Regions from separate parts of the Mus musculus genome. Here region 2 is linked to region 1. A link is a contact called in public Hi-C data. All regions are on one chromosome and are shown on one strand. Each heading gives the region's core, a stretch centred on a gene start, on an enhancer-like site or on the middle of the called end of the contact. The rest is flanking DNA. Distances are from core to core; before and after follow the strand shown.

Evidence for each region. A called contact is a pair of places that touch in the nucleus more often than the background predicts.
Region 2: a contact with region 1 is called in a Hi-C map of the C2C12 cell line, with 4 times the contacts expected there. The contact joins two enhancer-like sites. A contact is called at or near these places in 2 of 15 datasets of contacts at CTCF or cohesin (large pre-B cells and pro-B cells), 18 of 484 Hi-C or Micro-C datasets (the C2C12 cell line, CD8 T cells, the G1E-ER4 cell line and 13 more), 4 of 115 datasets of contacts at active chromatin or transcription factors (the NIH/3T3 cell line, astrocytes, bone marrow-derived macrophages and 1 more) and 1 of 9 other capture datasets (embryonic stem cells).

Annotation. Positions count from the first base shown.
Region 1 is chr15:52,506,520-52,510,242 of GRCm38.p6, reverse strand. No RefSeq gene overlaps it. Among named protein-coding and RNA genes, the nearest start is that of Gm23267, 8.7 kb to the right of the region's middle. Within about 2 kb of position 1,427, at least 2 of the 459 cell types and tissues checked have an H3K27ac peak or open chromatin away from gene starts, as enhancers often do. A contact at or near this core is called in the C2C12 cell line, where this site is marked.
Region 2 is chr15:53,110,827-53,114,341 of GRCm38.p6, reverse strand. The region is part of intron 1 of Ext1 (exostosin glycosyltransferase 1); the gene reads left to right. Among named protein-coding and RNA genes, the nearest start is that of Gm41323, 180 kb to the right of the region's middle. Within about 2 kb of position 1,436, at least 114 of the 459 cell types and tissues checked have an H3K27ac peak or open chromatin away from gene starts, as enhancers often do. A contact at or near this core is called in the C2C12 cell line, where this site is marked.

The sequences.
Region 1 (3,723 bases), core at 178-2,677:
GGCTTCCTGCAGTCTGGCTCTGGCGTGCCCTCTACTCTTGTCCCTTTGGAAGCTCATACACGTCATGGAGCCTGTTTTCATCCTGCTGTCAGCCCTGGTCTCAGCCTTGTTCCTTCCTCCTGTTTCTCGTGTCTATACATCATTCCAAGCACCGATGCCTTATCAGACTCCTCTAGAAAGCTCTGCTAAAGGAGGCCAGCCCCAGGAGTACTACATCACATCTTCAAAGCCTCCTGACAAAGGAAGAATGTGAAGACTGGGCCACTGTAACTACTTTGATCCTGTAAAATAGATCTTAAGTGTGACTGCTTGGAATCTTTCCCTGGAGGTCCCTCACAGCCGGGTGCCTATGGGACAGTGAAGAAAAGGGGCCGTGGACACAAGTGAAACAAGAGCCACATCAGAACTCTTAAATCCTTCCCCAACCTTCTTGCTTTCTCCCTCCCGGACAAGGTGTGAAAAATATCTAAGAAAATTCCCCTACCCTACAAGGCAGGCATCTGACAGCTTCCAGAACGCTAACCTGAATCTCAGGTATTATTGGCACATTCTTTAATTTGTCCTCGGGGATGTATATAATTAAAGGTTATGAAATTTGGGCAATTATCCAGGCTCTTTCTTCCTAATGGCAGACAGCAAATATTAAAACGGTGCTCGGCATTCACCGCTGCCAGCAGCAGCCGTGTTCTTTTTCGCACGGATCACATTCTTTCATTCCACACTTAATTGGGAATGAAAAAGGTCTTTCATGCTCCTGTTCACCTCTCTGCCTTTTTTTTTTCCACCTCCCTCTCTATTTCTTGAGGGAGGCCTGTGAGGCGTACAATCTTATTCTGTGTCCGCCATTGGTTCGGTGCTGGCTACCGCTTTCCTATCACTTAGCACACCGAGGTTTTCCATTCAAGGGCATGTGGGGATGAGCAAGCCTGTTCTAGGTCCTTTTGATTTGCTTTTAGAGAGATCCTTTGGAAAGTCTGGCTTTGGGGGTTTATTTTTAGAGGCGGTGAGACCCAGACTTCATCGTGCCTTGTAGATCTTACTTGATTCTGCAGCGAGGCTCGGCCCCCACCCTCCTCAAGTACCAACCTATAGCACGGACAAGCTTGTAAGCTTCTAAACCACAGGAGGACGATTCTGATCCTTTCATCACCTGGTCCCAGCGGGGTTTCTCTAACTCATCAAAGGTGAAAGACAGAGAGCGACTGACATGGACAACTGGACCAATATCTATTTGTAGTCCTTTTTTTTTCTTTTTTATTATTATTAAGCTGATGATGGCTTAATAACCCATGACCTTTCTGTCATTCTATTGTTGCCCTGGTGGGATGGGATATGTTGTCTCTCTTTCACAGATAAGGCAAAGGACACTCAGGCTGAATGGACCACACAGTAAGGGATGTGAGCTGAGAGTCAAGCCCAGTGACTTGAATGGAATGTGTATGCTCCATCAACCGAAAGATGACAGACTGCAGCAGCTGACATTTCCAGTAATGACCCAGAAGGGATTTTTTTTTCTCCTTATTAAGCATAGCAGGGTTGAAACGTACTCTTCTTGACTCTGATGTGCCAGATGAATGGTTATTTTTTTTTTTTTAAATAACAGGTTTCACCCTGCTCTGAAAATCTCCTTTCTGACTATGATAATGGGATATGCTCAAGGGGTTCTGTGGAGTGTAATACGGGAGAGGATAGTTGACAAAAATAACTTCACCTCTTTTTGCTTAAGATTCTCTGGTGACTATATACACATGCATGCGCACATATGTACATGCATGTGGTATGTATGAGAATATGCTGATGATCTGTGTTGAGCAATCAGCTTTCTGGGTGATGTAAGATCTTCTACTTGTAGCTTCTTCCAATTTCCATGGTGCAAACTCACTTCTTGTGACTTAATTACTCACCAACATAATAATAAATGTGGGGTCAAGATGAGATGCACAAAATAATCGTTTCCTGACACGATACAGCAGCCCCATCAGCATTCTGGACACAGGTATAAAATGGAGTTCCTTGGCAGGATAGTGTTGTTCACCCAGGGACTTGTACTTGATCCTTCTGAAGATACACCTCTGTGCAGGTATGGCCCAAGAAACTTCAGATCGATCTGCAGAGGAATCTCATTGCTAAGGGCAGTGGTTCCTTATGCTCATCTGTAGACTCCTCTAAGTGGTCCCCAGTCCTTTATCAGTGCTGCCTGATTCTATATCAGTGTCCTCAAAATGCCAGCAGATGAAGTATCTGTTTAATAATAAACTGGTTTCCATTACAGACAACTGGGCATCTTGTCCACATCTTAGACTTTAAGGGCCTGACCTTCCACACCCTCATTTCTCACTGTCTTGTTCACCAGCTCTTTCCAGACATCTCTCACTCATCTTTCATGAGCCACAGTCTGTGAGGCATCCTTGGGCTTTCTCTAAACCACTGCCCTTCTGTATCACATCAGTATGGCACCATCTGGATTGTAAAGTTATTCTGGATGGGTTTTATTAACCCCAAATTTAAGAACATGGAATACATGACAAGCAGCTTGGAAATCCATGTTAACTGCATCCCAGAATTTAAACACCAATGCCAAAGGTGTCCAGAAAATAAAAGTGAAACCATGCATACTTGACACCTTACCTATAATTGCTTGACTAGTCTCAACCTCTTTCCGTGACACACATCACTCCTGTGTTATATTTTGGTTCCTGGCCTGTTCTTTGCTGTTCCTGCTGGCAATTCTCCACTGCCAGCAGGATTCTGAATTCTTGGGGGTTTGTTTGTTTGTTTGTTTTTCTGAAATGGCAGAGCACTTTCTTTTAAACTACTGAGTTTTACATCAATTTCATGCTGGAACACACAGCCTGGTAAAAGACTTCTAAACCGTACTGTCTCTGAATGGAGTGCTGTTATAGCTTTCATGGGAATGAAAGCATTTGCATTAATACGCTGGCTAAAATATTTCTCCAGAAGTGAAAATCGAATCCTCCCTCAAAACACAAGAATTTTCAAGTGTGCACGTATTTAAATAATTTTCTACTAGTTGGACCAAATTTAGGAGAGAAGAAAAAAAAAAAAAAAAAATCTGTGGTGGAGAGTGACAGATCCTGTCTTTCTTCAAGAACGTCGGTAGGGGGAGCTCGTGCTTCGTCATGGAACCTGAAGCCAGGCTCCCAGCAAATGCAGATAGCTTTCAAGTGAGGAAGAGAAGTTTGGGGTGTGAGAGAATAAAAGGAAGGAGAAGAAAAAAGAAAGGAAAGAAAAAAATCCTGAACTTATATTTTTTTATCTAGTATTATCACTATGGTTCATCAAGCTTTGAAAAATGGGAAATGTGTGCTGTCTAGAACAAACTATCAAACTTGCCGGCCTGCCCCACCCTCAGAATACTTTTTCTTTGTCGCCTAGGGTAGCATGGTTTGTAACGAAGGTATAGATTTTCTCTTGTGTGGGAGAAGCTGGCTTCTCTGACCTTACCCAGCGAAGGTGTCGATGCTGATCTGATACCTTTAATCAAATGTGTCTGTAGAGAGAAGTTACGTGACCGGGAGACACAGCAGAGCTGGCTGTGGAAGTTTTGCTGCTGAAGAGGAGATGGAGGGAAGGCAAGAGACCTTTCTCTCGGGTTTGGCTGTGGGAAGGGAAGCACGGTGCAATGCGCTAGATTGTTGGAAGTGTGTGGACTCATCATGTTAGTTTGTCTACATAAAATGTGCCTTTTGCATATCTGTGTTC
Region 2 (3,515 bases), core at 187-2,686, 600 kb before region 1:
AAGAACAGAGATGCACTAGTCTGTATTTCCTTTTCCTCATCACAGGGCACTCTGGAACTTCAGCCACCCCAAGTATTAGCTTTCTGATTTTTTTTCATAAGAGATGTGACTCAAATCTGGGTATAAACAGAGAAGAATCATTACTTAGAAGGGACGGGGCTGGCAGAAAAAGAGCAGCTGTGATGTTCACCCAGTTCATAAGTAAATACTCGAGACAAACTATCACCTCAGGCAGCCTGGAATTGTGTGAGTCTGAAGATTAGAGGCTCATTGCTGGCTTCTTGCCTGTCCACTGTGGCTAGCGAAAAAGCAGGATCATTTGGCCAACGTGCTTGTGAGAGAGGATCTGTGGGAACCCTGGGAAGACAGCAAGCCACAGCAGCGGCTTCCTTCCTTGTACAGCTTCTGATGAGGAGAAAGCTTTTAAACTACACACTGCTGCTGTGTGGGGAGCTGCGGCTTCTGCTTTCATTTTCTTTTAACGGGTCTGCTCCTCGTTTGTCTCTTGGCTGTCTTTGCAAAACTGTTTTTTTGTTTTTTTCATTGTTGGTAGTTTTTAAAAAATGTTTATTCCATTCCTTCTGATATAATTTGCCATAATAACCTGCAATTGCATACTACTTTCCTGATTATACTGCATGTACATAATTTCATTTGAGCTTCACAGCTTTGAGACTGACAGAAGCTAAGAGATGTGCATGGGGGTCTCGCAGGAGAGCCACACTCCAGATTCTTCAGCCCAGGTCTCCTCATTGACAGCTGCCTGTGTTTCTGATAATCTGCTGGCTCCCTTCAGCTGAAGTGATTACAGCTATCTTTTGCAGAAATGCTCATAAGGTGCTGTACTTTAATTAAAATGTATCGTTTGGAAGCCGGGCGTGGTGGTGCACACCTTTAATCCCAGTACTCGGGAGACAGAGGCAGGCGGATTTCTGAGTTCAAGGCCAGCCTGGTCTACAAAGTGAGTTCCAGGACAGCCAGGGCTACACAGAGAAACCCTGTCTAGGGAGAAAAGAAATTAAAAAGAAAAAGAAAAGAATGTATCATTTGGTCAGGTCAGTAGAAGGATCAACCCCTTTGGATGAACCAGGAAACTAAGCCCAGACAAATTAGTATTTCCCAAGATTGCCCAGTTTGTGGATGGTAAGCATAGACTGTGAACCCAGGTTTGGCTGCTTGACCACTGAGCTCTTGTTTACTAAGTTTTTAGCTACCAGTTCCCTGCTGCACAAAATGTACTGGGCATTACAATGGACTCACATAGAATCCAAGGCTCTTTCCCAAGAGTTCTGGATTCAGCAGGCCTGGGTGATCCTGAGATCTGTGCAGTTCCCTGGTACCACAGGTGATACAAGTGGCAGGGACAACACTTGGTGGAATGGTATGAACCACTCTGTCTCCCTTGCCTAGTCACACTGACTCACTATTAGTGAGTCATCTTATGTGGTGAGGGAAGACTTCAAATAACATTCCATAGCATATCTGAAATGGGGTTATATTCTGTACCTTATTCAGTACAACTCTAGGAAGAAAACTATTATACCTATTGCATGGTACTGGCTTCCAGGTTAAAGTCAGGGTCATGTCGTTTTTATTGCACATTTTCTGTGGAGCCACTTAGAAAGGCTCTTCTATCTCCTGCATCATTACCTCTGGAGTGTGGACTGTAATGCCACAAAGGGGAGACAACTGGTTTACCAGCTGAAGCTGCAAATTCTCTGAAAGCAGTTGATACCTCTCCTGTCTCACTGTGTGTGTGTGTGTGTGTGTGTGTGTGTGTGTGTTTTAAGTTGTATGTGATTATAGCATGTCTTACATCTCCTGACTTAATAAGATGAACTGGTCTACTTTAGAAGATTGTCTCCCCACTTGACCTATAAAGTCTGTCTCCCCCACCTCTAACCAATGGTAGCGACTACTCCGTTCTCCGGCCCCGTCGTTATATGCTGTCACAAGTGTTATGAAAATGGAGCAATGTAGTGTGTACCCTTTAGAGGGTGGCTTTGGACTCGGCATTAGCATCCTCGAGGTCCTTGTGTACTTAAGTAGTTTGATCCGTGTTCTTTTACTTCATTATGTTTTATTCATCTGAGAAGTGATCTAGGCTATGTGTATACCACAATCTTGCCTCATTCATACTTGGAAGGGTATCCAGTGTATACATTTGTGGACAGTTCTCCTATGTAAAAATGCCTTCATTTCTCTGGGATAAATGCCTAAGTACAGTGCTGGGTCATATGAAAAGTCCATTTTTAGTTTGAGAAGGAACTGCCAGATTGTCCCCAAAACAGCCTTACCATTTTCCTCTCATTGTAGCCCCCAAGGAAGAGCTCTTGTTTTTCTTGTTTTCCATGTTTCTATCTGTGCTTGTTCTCATGTGTCCTCTTAGATCATACACTGTCCTGCAGGGAGCAAGTGGCACCTCCTTGTGTTTTGGGTTGATTTCCGTTCCTTCAATGACTAACGATACTCAGTATCTTCCTGTGTTCTTCTTGGTGCTTTATTCATTTTCTTTGGGAAAAATATCAGTTCAAATTGTTAGCCCATGTTTACATTGGATTCTCTTATTGTTGTATCAGAAGTGTTTTTTCCATAGTCTAGACCAGTGTTTCTCAACCTGTGGGCCTCAAACCCTTCGGAGGTCACATATAATATACTTGCATTATAATTTACAACAGTAGCAAAATTACAGTTATGAAGTAGCAATGAAATAACTTTATGTTTAGGGTCACCACAACATAAGGAACTATATTAAAGGGTCACAGACTTCGGAAAGTAGAGGGCCATGGTTTTAGACAAAGTTTCTTAGGAGATGGATGATTTGAAAGTATTTCTGCTTCAGGAGATTGTCTTTTTCCCTTCCAGGAAGGAGCTTCTAGAGTTGAGTTCTCATAGGCAGAGATAGAAACCTGTATAATGAGACAAGCCATGACATAGATGCCAGTCACCGAAGGCTGGGGAGATTTTCTCAGACCTTGTACGCGCGCACACACACACACACACACACACACACACACACACCATCCCTCTGTCTTATGCATTTGGCACTACTCAAGAAAGTTTAAATCAAACTGTTGGGTTTTTTTTTTTTTTTCATTAATAAAGTGTTGGTTTGGGGAGAGAATTCCACAGGGTCTGGCTATGTCACACTGGAGTGATGATTCTAGTTTTCTCTGGTGATGGGGATGACTTTAAGAGATTTTACAGCCTTTTTTGTTTGTTTGTTTGTTTGTTTGTTTGTTTGTTTCTTCAAGAAAGGGTTTCTCTGTTTCGTTTTGGTTGTCCTGGAACTAGTTCTATAGACCAGCTGGCTTTGAACTCATGGAGATCAGCCTGCCTCTGCCTCACTGCTGGGATTAAAGGCATATGCCTTCACTGTCCCGCTTGAGATTTTAAATCTTATCAATTAGGTTCAATCTTGGGCAGATAAAGCAACTGCCTTTGGATAGTGTCTGTCTGAATGTGACAGTATCATCAGAAGTGTTTTTTTTTTAAGGACACATGAATATATGCTC